2 separate regions of the Mus musculus genome follow, and region 1 is linked to region 2. Evidence: chromatin contacts called from public Hi-C data. All regions are on one chromosome and are shown on one strand. The core of a region is the stretch at or near the end of the contact, and the rest is flanking DNA. Distances in the headings are between cores, read along the strand shown.

The links. A called contact is a pair of places that touch in the nucleus more often than the background predicts.
Region 1: a Hi-C map of cerebellum shows a contact between it and region 2, with 2.0 times the contacts expected there. The contact joins two enhancer-like sites. A contact is called at or near these places in 1 of 15 datasets of contacts at CTCF or cohesin (pro-B cells), 2 of 484 Hi-C or Micro-C datasets (cerebellum and granulosa cells) and 3 of 115 datasets of contacts at active chromatin or transcription factors (T-cell acute lymphoblastic leukemia, astrocytes and embryonic stem cells).

What each region holds. Positions count from the first base shown.
Region 1 is chr13:99,639,325-99,644,122 of GRCm38.p6, forward strand. No RefSeq gene overlaps it. Among named protein-coding and RNA genes, the nearest start is that of Gm24471, 51 kb to the right of the region's middle. Within about 2 kb of position 2,582, at least 45 of the 459 cell types and tissues checked have an H3K27ac peak or open chromatin away from gene starts, as enhancers often do. A contact at or near this core is called in cerebellum, where this site is marked.
Region 2 is chr13:99,367,871-99,372,594 of GRCm38.p6, forward strand. The region is part of intron 4 of Mrps27 (mitochondrial ribosomal protein S27); the gene reads left to right. Among named protein-coding and RNA genes, the nearest start is that of Mrps27, 25 kb to the left of the region's middle. Within about 2 kb of position 1,426, at least 13 of the 459 cell types and tissues checked have an H3K27ac peak or open chromatin away from gene starts, as enhancers often do. A contact at or near this core is called in cerebellum, where this site is marked.

The sequences.
Region 1 (4,798 bases), core at 1,332-3,831, 270 kb after region 2:
CACAACTGTCAACACATCTCAGTAACATAGGCAAAAAGATAACCCTGGCCAGATGTAGCTCATCCAAGCTGCTCAAAGCCAAAGACAGGGAGGAAACCTTGCAAGCAGAAAATGGTGACAGCAATGTCATGACTGGAGTCTAAAGAACACTGGACAGAGCGCAAAAATGCTCTAAAAATTCTATAGTGAGATTATTCTTCAAAAAAACAAAATGAAAATTAAAACAGATATCTTGAAACCAGCAAAGCATGAAGTCGATGCTGACAGGCCTGTGATATGAGAAATGTCCACGGAAGCCATCTGGCTGAAAGGATAGCACCCATGACACAATAGCACAAAAGCACGCACTGAGGCATGTTAAATGCACAGATTATATACATTAGCGATTAACTCCGAGTCACCAGTAATGCACTGGTGTTGCATTAAGGAAAGAAATAAAAGCACTCCCTTTGGAGTCCTTTAACCAAGTGTGAGTCTAGATTTGAATTATCTGCTTCATGCTCCTTGGGTCTTGTCTCCTTGTCTGTCTATTGTAGGAGTCTGAATCTGTGTCTGCTTGAAGGCTGTCTGGTGAACCTGTTTGTCACTGTGTGTGTGCATGTCTGCCATTATGTGTGCCTGTTTCTCTGTGTGTGTGTATGTATGTGTGTCTGTGTGTTATATGAGCTGTATGTCTGTCTCTGTGGTTGTGTGTGTCTGTCTCTAACAAAGGGCTTTGCTCTGCATTTATTCAACAGCACAGAAAGCATCACACAGGGAGAGGAATGGGACACCGTACAACCATCTTTAGCAGAGTTTTGTGAGGGATTCAGTCAGTGTCTCCAACTGACCCTTGACAACCCAGTTAACAAGTAACATTGTTTTTCAACCAATATCCATAAATGGTTGCTTCCAACATTTATAGTAGATTTTAGGGCATTTCTTTCAACTTTCTGTGTTTGCTGCCTTTCAGCAAATGATATACGTGCATTGTTCTGGGTCAGGGGCATGGAAGAGTACATAACTTAAGAGTACAGCTGTGCATTAGCCTCAGTTGTAAAAGTTAACTCTATGGGAATTTCAAGGCAAGTAAGGTTGGCTGTTCCATTGTCCTCTTAAAGGCAGGTTAAACAAACAGTTTGAGTACACAGGAGGATGGCAGCCTTAAGTCTTAAGTGGCTTCAGGGTATATTATTAACTCCGGCTGTGAGGTCCAACAAAAGATCTGCTCTCTTGGAATATAAGATATATTTTCAGAATATTGCATCGACACATTAAAAATGCATCAATATTGACTTAGAATATGATAACATAAAGATACATATTTTAGGATGGCTTGCTACATAACCACGAAGACCTGAGCTCAGGTTGTAGCATCCATGTAACAAATCAGGGCTGGTTTTTGTTTTGTTTTGTACATTCCCATAAACCTAATACTTGAGGAGAGTACAGAGATAGAAAAATCACTGGCGTTTATAGGCTCCCAACCTGTAAAAACCATACAAGTTCCAGGCTCAGTGAGAGACTCTGCCTCAAGTGACCAAGGCGAGAGGGAAGCTTCCTCTGGCCTCCACATGTACGCACAGGTATGTGTGTATGCACACACACCACACGAAAGCTCATTCATACATATAAGAAATTATTCAAAAATGCATAGTTTAATCTCTAGAGTAAACACCAAAAATATTTCAGAGATAGAAGAAGAATTAAAAGAGCGCGATAAAGATGTTTATGTAGTATGAAGCAAAGTTATAGAGAAGAGACCAAAGCAAACCTTCACATAAATCCAACGTAATTTCTATTGCACTCACTGGGAATGCATTGTACCGTCAAAGGGTGCAGTTGATAGACTGGATCTTACAAGGAGATGTAGCTCTCGTTGTCTATGGTCTTTCAGGACAACGGAAGTATTTCAGAACTGAATTATGGGGATGGCTGCAAAACGTATATGTTTTTCTAAAACTCTTCAAACTGTGTACTTAAAAACAATGACTATTAGTACGCATGAACTATATAAGTGTGTATTAGTATATACTAGTATGCTAGCCTATGCCAGTGGATGACAGTATATGATAACGCTAGTGTATGTAAACTATAGTGTGGTGATAGAGCTACATAAGTCTTATATAAAAAGAAGCAGACTCCAACTTACTCTATATACATCGTTTCAGATGTTAGAGAAAACTATGAAGAGACTAAACTAAGTTACACGTAGATATGTTTGGAATGTGCTGCCTTCACTAGGGCATGTCTGAGCAAGTGTGTCCTTTCCAATGTAACAGCTTTTACAAGAAAGCGGTGGTTCCGTTTACATTTCCAGCAGCTCTGGATTGCAGCGATCTCTCCCTTCCAGCGCCAGCCGTGCATCGCCATCGTTTTTTTGGGTTTGTTGTTGTTGTTGTTTGCTGGTCTGGAGAGAGTTCCTTTCTCAGCACATTTTATTAACCTTATCCTTTACATCTGTCCAAGATGAGGACATATTTGCTATTAACCGTAAGGCACACTTCCAAATTCTGTGCGTTCACATTTCATCAGAGACTGCCTGGGCAAGCTGGGCTCACATACTGTTCCGCACAGATGGAGTTGACGGGGTGCCTGTTTCTCCACGGGCCACCCAGCCATCAGTGTCCCAGCATGCTCCGCGTGAGCCACAGTTTCCTGCCTCTCTGTAGCCAACAGACTTCAGAGCGGCACAATCAGGGTCCTCAGGAGGCCTGGAGGCAGCGAGTGGAAGATGGCTGCTTTCTCGTCTGCGGTTCTATGGAAGGAGGTGCACTCTATCCTACAGAAAGATGTGTTCCAGAGGCCGGGGAACACTCTGGCTTGATTTAGAAAGCATCTCTATAGAGCCGAGTGGTGCAGTACCCTGGTGTAAAGTCCCTGGCCACACAGCACATTTTCTTTCATTCTGAGCTGAGCTACTGAAAATCAACAGTGTGTTTGGAATAAGAGAGGTTGAGGCTCACTGAAGAGGGAAGATGGGCCGTGAACTGGGAAGAAGAGAGGGATGGCGATTCTTTTAACCCACAGTAGGAATATATTATATAGTGACCAAATGTCCGTAGAGGAGAAAGCTGATGTGAATCACTGTGGACAACCTTGAAGCCAAGAATCAGGGACACTGTCGCCAAGAGCTCTGCCTGGCCTGGGTCACATGGGCCAATCCCAAGGGCCGGCTCTGGTTACATTTTCTTCTGCTTTAAGAAGGGAGTGATCCCAGCATCCCAGAACAATTGGTTGAACTGCCATTGCCTTCTGCTTCCCTGACTCCCCGGGAGAGTCCAGAGCTCTGCAGCAAAGGAGCATGTTAGATCTTCCTGTTGCTTCTTGTTTCTCTCTGTAAACTTGAATGCAGCATCTGTTGTCTGCTAGACATTACCAACCAGTGCTATGTCCTCTGATTGCTTCCTAGTGGTATCAATTTGCCATCTGTCCTTGTTTTAAAGATTAACACAATTTTATCCCGGCTCTATCTCATCATAAAGAAGTTTCTGGAAGATTAACATGGTATTTTAGGCATTTAAACTGGCCTGTGTGCTGTGAGGCAAGGTGTGGACACCGGGACTCCAGCTGTTGACAGGGGTGAACAGCAATTACACCTATTGAATAGACTTTATTTTTCACAGTGGCTAAGCTGCCCCTGGTGATAAGCTAACCACTTAGGAAGGCATTTTCACTGTGCCCTCGCCACTGGGTTTCTTGTGCCTTTGTGCCTTTGTCTGTGCAGGGTCCTTGTAGGAAACACGCTCCTGTCTGCTCCAGTTACCAGCCATTAGCTGGCTGTATAGTTGCAGCTGATATTTATGGAATCCCCTCCACGAGTCAGGCACTTTAAGCGTTTGGGTTAGGAGATATAAAATCAATAGTCATTGCTATGAAAAATCTTTGATCTTAGTGGAGAAGGAAAGGACACAGGGACACACACTCAGACACATACACACATATGTGGGAGCTGCAGGGGAGAGACAAGGGACCCAGTGGGGAGGGCACAGTGAAAACACCTTTCTGAGTGATTAGCTTATCATCAGGGGATTAGCCTGAGTGAAAAACAGTATACTGAACTGGAGGGGGACGGGAAGAGGGAAGGAGAGAGAGGGAGGGAAGCAAAGAGGGAGAAAGAGAACATGAACTTAATGTTCAAATCTCTGCCCTCCTCTCGTGTGTGTGTGTGTGTGTGTGTGTGTGTTTATGTGTGAGTCAGTGTATGTGAGTGCGTGTGAGAGTGTGGGTGTATGAGTGTGTGTGAGAGGTGTGTTGAGTGTGAGTATGTGTGTGAGTGTGTGAGAGAGTGTGTGTGTGACTATGTGTATGAGAGTGTGTGTGAGTGTGTATGAGAGTGTGAGTGTGTGTGAGTGTGTGTGTGTATGTGTATGTGTGTGTGTGGCCTCAGGACTAGGGATGTGGCACAGTTGGTAGAGTGCTTACCTAAGATGTATAAATCCCTGGGTTCTTCCCTGAGTAGCATATAAACCAGGTGTGGTGGGGCATGCATGTGGGGCCCACTTTGGGGCCAGCTCAGGGAATGTGTAAGGGACAGAGCTCTGGAAAGGGTAGACAAAATCTATCTCAAATCAGCTAAAATTAAAATTAAAGACGAAATAATAGATATGTGATTTGTCAGCTAGGGAGAGAGCTACAAAGAAAGCAAGAGCATGAGAGAAGGAGTGGAGGAGAGACGGTTTGGATGACTCTGATGACCTCCCTGGAGAAGAACCTCTGAGCAGCCACTGGGGCCAGAGGACTGACAGCATATGTAACAATAAGATGGGAGTATCCTTATTTCAGGGAGCAGAGACAGGCCCTGATGCCTAGCAGGTCT
Region 2 (4,724 bases), core at 176-2,675:
GGGGGCGGGGTGGGGTGGGTGGGGACATTTCTGCTTTATTTTGGCACCATCAGTGCCCAGTGTGTGGTGAGGTGAGGCAGCAGCTGCAGCCGCATCAGCAGGTGAAGATACAGGGATAGTCAGCCAACAGCAGCTGACACAAAGGCGGTCAGCGGTCAGTATAGAGGGAGGACATTTATTGTTCTGTCTTAAGAACTTTCGTACCTTCTGCTCATTTTCAAAATAACTAAAAGCTACAAACCTTTTCTTTTTCTTCTGGGCAGAGGATTTGTGTTGCCGACTTACTGTTTTGCTGCCTTTTGAGAGGGAAAAGGCTTCCCGCTTTTACTGTCTGTCACCTACAGGGTTCGTAAGCGTGAGCTTTGTGGCTCTGTTTGACTGACAGTCTAAGACTGAGATTGCCTAAGCGGTGAGCAAGGTGTGAGAGGGCAAGGTGCTGCCTGTCCTGAGCAGGTCTCCCAGAGCAAGCCTATCGTGAAGGACCAGGCTGGGGTATAACTGCTCTTAAGGGAACTGTGGGAGAAGGATTCAAGAGTGTGATACAGAGTGCAGAGTGATGGGGAAGTTAGGATTACAGATAAAAGGAAGTGCCTGGAGCGTTGGGAGTCTGTGGACTACTCCACTGTTTATTCTGAGAACTGTAGTGTTCTTTATCTCCTTTGGAACACTGATGAGCGCCCATAAAGTTTCATACAGTGAACATGCCTTTTCCATTTTGGAGACCACCTTTCCTGGGCCTGCTAATCGGGTTCTGAGCTGGACACATACCCCCTCCATGCTTACCGTCCACACTTAGAGAAGTGAACATGGAGGCCGAATGTGTCTCCATTTTTAGGAGACAAAACTACAGATGTACATGCCATAGGAAAAAACACGCCATCGACAAAAGCCACTATCTGTATTGTGACAGTGAGCTTTTGATGTTCCCATGTTAGCATTTGATGGCTACGCTAACAGCATGCAGCTCTAGCCGTGACACTTCTGCCCTCCTTTTTGGTGACCTCTTTAGTGAGGATATTTGCAAAAGCTCACTTAGGCTTCTGCATCGTTTGGGGGACTGTGGTGGTGAAATGAAACTTGTTCCCGTTACTTAGAAGCATCAGTGATCATAAGTGGTTATTTAATCTGCAGCATTAACAGTCATTCCTGAAGGGTGACAGGAATCTCCAATTATACAACAGATTCTCTACTGAGAGCTTACAGTTCTAAAGTGGCCTGTGGTTTCTGGAGAGCAGCATGGAGAATGTTGAATCTGCTGTCACTATAGAAAAGGCTGCAGAGCTCCAGGAGAGGATCCTTGTCTCAGAATTGGACCTCTGTGTGGTCACGGAGAGCAACGTGCCACCCAGTAATGAGAGGGAGGCTGCTGTATCGCGGCCTCAGGCGTCCTTCATCGTTGCTTAGATAACAGGAGTCCCTGGGTGGAGACGGATGACAGGTCGGGAGCAGCTGGGAAGGGACAGATGGCAGCCTGTGTGTCTCCAGGTCCTAGCTTGGCAGCCCACCGAAGGACCAAAATCGCTTCATTTTTCAGTGTTCATAAATACTGTGGCGGATCCTTGGAAGGTGGAGTTGTACAGATGTTTGTGCCAGCGGGGAGAGGGAAAGTCAGGGCTCCTTAGGAGTGAGCTGCATGCAGGCTTGCACAGGAATAGCTTTTTGAGGTCTTAGAGATTTTGTTCAACAACTATCTTAAATTTTTCTGTTAACATATTGCTTGGAGCCGGGTAGTTCGAGGCTAGCCTGGTCTACAGAGTGAGTTCCAGGACAGCCAGGGCTATACAGACAAACCCTGTCACCCTGTCTCAAAACAAAAAACAAACAAAAAAACCCAAACCAACCCATATTGTTTGGTCTCTATGAAACTCCAACTTTTTTTTTTTTTTTTTATGTCTAAAGGTCAAAGGGCAGCAAACAGTTCCTAGAGTGTTTTCAGGAACAGTTCCCTTAACTACTTTCAGGGACAGCGCTCTAACCCGGCTGCTGCTGTGGCTGTCTTTATTTACCCATCCTCACCGAAAGCCTGGGAAGACTCTTAACTATAGTCAGCGCTCTGTACTAGACAAGAGCAAATGGGCCAACTTGGTTCATGCCTCACCAGATGCTCATGAGGGCTTGGTGAGAAGAGCGAGAGCATTGGCCTCTACTACTCCTGAGTCTACTCTTCTCCCCCCTGATCTTTTAGCCTGGAGCTGTAACAGGAATACAGCTCATATACTCGCCTAGCTGTGGCTTACCATTCCCGGAGTGGTCTGCGTGATTGCCACCATCTCTATTACAATGGGGAGATGACTTGGCACCCATGAGGGCTCTGCTCTAGCAGCCATAGCAGTCCAGCTACTAAGAACACCTGTGTGTCCATCTTTGTATAGTGTCCTTTCTTTCTCTGGGGTAAATTTGTAGTAGAGTTGCTGGAACATATAGAAGATACATGTTTAAGATTTTTAAAAAGATGTATTTTATGTATATAAGTACACTGTAGCTGTCGCCAGACACACCAGAAGAGGGCATCCGATCCCATTACAGATGGTTGTGAGCCACCATGTGGTTGCTGGGAATTGAACTCAGGACTTCTGGAAGAACACAGTGCTCTTAACCGCTGAGCCATCTCTCCAGCTCTGATATATTTAACTTTTAAAGAACTTGATAGTTGTTACAAAGTACTCAGCCCATTTTATAATCCCAGCGGACTCTCATTCCTCTGCACTTCATCTGACACATTAAGCTAAATTGATGTGTTTTGATTTTGGTTTAAACTTGCAATTGCCTTATGATTGTCCTTTGACAAATGTTCAGATTTTCTGCCGTCTTGGTGGTTGGTTTCTTTTTACTGAATTTGAAAACTCTTTTTCTGAGTATTATATTTTCATTCACTTACTTTATTTTTCAAAAGTGAGGTTTTACCTTTGATGGAAATCCAGTTCTTCCTGGATTTGTTGTTGTTGGTTTTGGTGTCTTCTAAGACATCTCTACCAACTGAACACCATAGATAATTTTCTCTGATATTTTACTTGAGAATTTTATAATTTTAGGTTCTAGAGTTATGTTTATAAATAGTTAAGGGCTTTTTGTTTGTTTGTTTGCTTGCTTGCTTTGTTTTTTAAAGTTTTGTTTGTTTTTACACAGGATAGAAGATAAGGCTCAAAGTCTTATTTTTTTCCCCTCCCTCCCTCCCTCCCTCCCTCCCTCCCTCCCTCCCTCCCTCCCTCCCTCCTTCCTTCCTTCCTTTTTTTCATTAAAACACCTAATTTTATCCAGGCCATTTACTGTAAGCACAACACTCTTTTCACATTGCCCTGAACCTCTTGGTAATAATTTTCATATGACTTTTTGTTCTATTGATCTCCGTTTTGCTTTATTTGGTATACAAATATCTTGTCTTGCTGGCTATAGTTTTTAATGTAGTCTTTTCCTTAGATAATATGGATATTCTAATCTGGCTCTGCTTTATCAAAGTTCTTTTAAAAAGTCTAAATAGGTCTTCCCATGCTATGTTTGCCTCATGTGTGCACACATTTACATCTCCATGTGGTTTAAGATGTAGTTTGTGAATGAGTGCTTTGCCTACGAGTATGTATGTGCACCGCGTGCGTGCCTGGTACCCACAGAGGCCACAAAAGTGTATCGGATCCCCTTTTGTTAGTATTAAAGGGAACTGTTCTAAAACAGTCTGGAGTTATTGATGGGTATGAGCTGCCATGTTTGATGCTGTGATCCAAGCCTTCATTTCTGCAAGAGTGGCCAGTGCTCTTAACTGCTGAGTCATCTCTCCAGCCCACACATGCATTCTTTCTTTTTGTTTGTTTGGTTTGTTTGTTGAGAGGGTCTTTAATATATAGCCTTGACTGGCCTGGAGCACTGTCTAGTCCAGGCTGGCACCAAACTTACAGAGATCTGCCTGCGTGTGCCTCCCTAGTGCTGTAATTAAAAGGGTGTGCTACCATGCCTGGTATGCACTCTTAATGTGGAGGAACTAGGAGCAAACAAATCAACAAAATGTATTAAATGTCTAGTATTTATTTGGATAAAAAGAAAAGGGGGTAAATATAGGGACATGGAGATACAGATTAATTGTGTCAATTAGCTGTTCTTTTTCTGTTGAAACAACTGCTCTGACAAGGTTTAAAATGAGAATACATGAGGACAATTACCAACTACTGTGTCCATAAGATGAATCCGATCTGTTTATAAGGGAAGTTCTAAAGCCAATAGGAGATAGAAGAACAGTTTCTTAATTCACTGAAACTGGTGTATTCAAAGGAAAGACATGGTATAATCACTACAAATCAAAAAGACTGCAGATCCGTAAGGATGAATATGTATGTGAAGCTGTTCAGAGTCCAGGCAAACCCACATGTAATAGGTAAGTTCCCTGTGTTTATAACAAGGGTTATGGTGGGGGCTGGAGAGATGGCTCAGCGGGTAAGACCACTGACTGCTCTACCAGAGGTCACATCCCAGCAACCACATCCCAGCTCACAACCATCTGTAATGGGATCTGATGCCCTCTTCCGGTATGTCTGAAGACAGCTACAGTGTATTTATATAATAAATAAATAAGTCTTTTTTCAAAAAACGAACAAGGTTTATGTTTTAAAATATGTTTGAGGTAAAAGGAAAGAGGGATTAATGCTGTTATCCACAAATATGCATAAAAAAAGGTAGGACCTGAGTGGTAAAGTTGAGGTTAGAACTGACTTTGTGGGGCCTGCCATCAGAGAGAG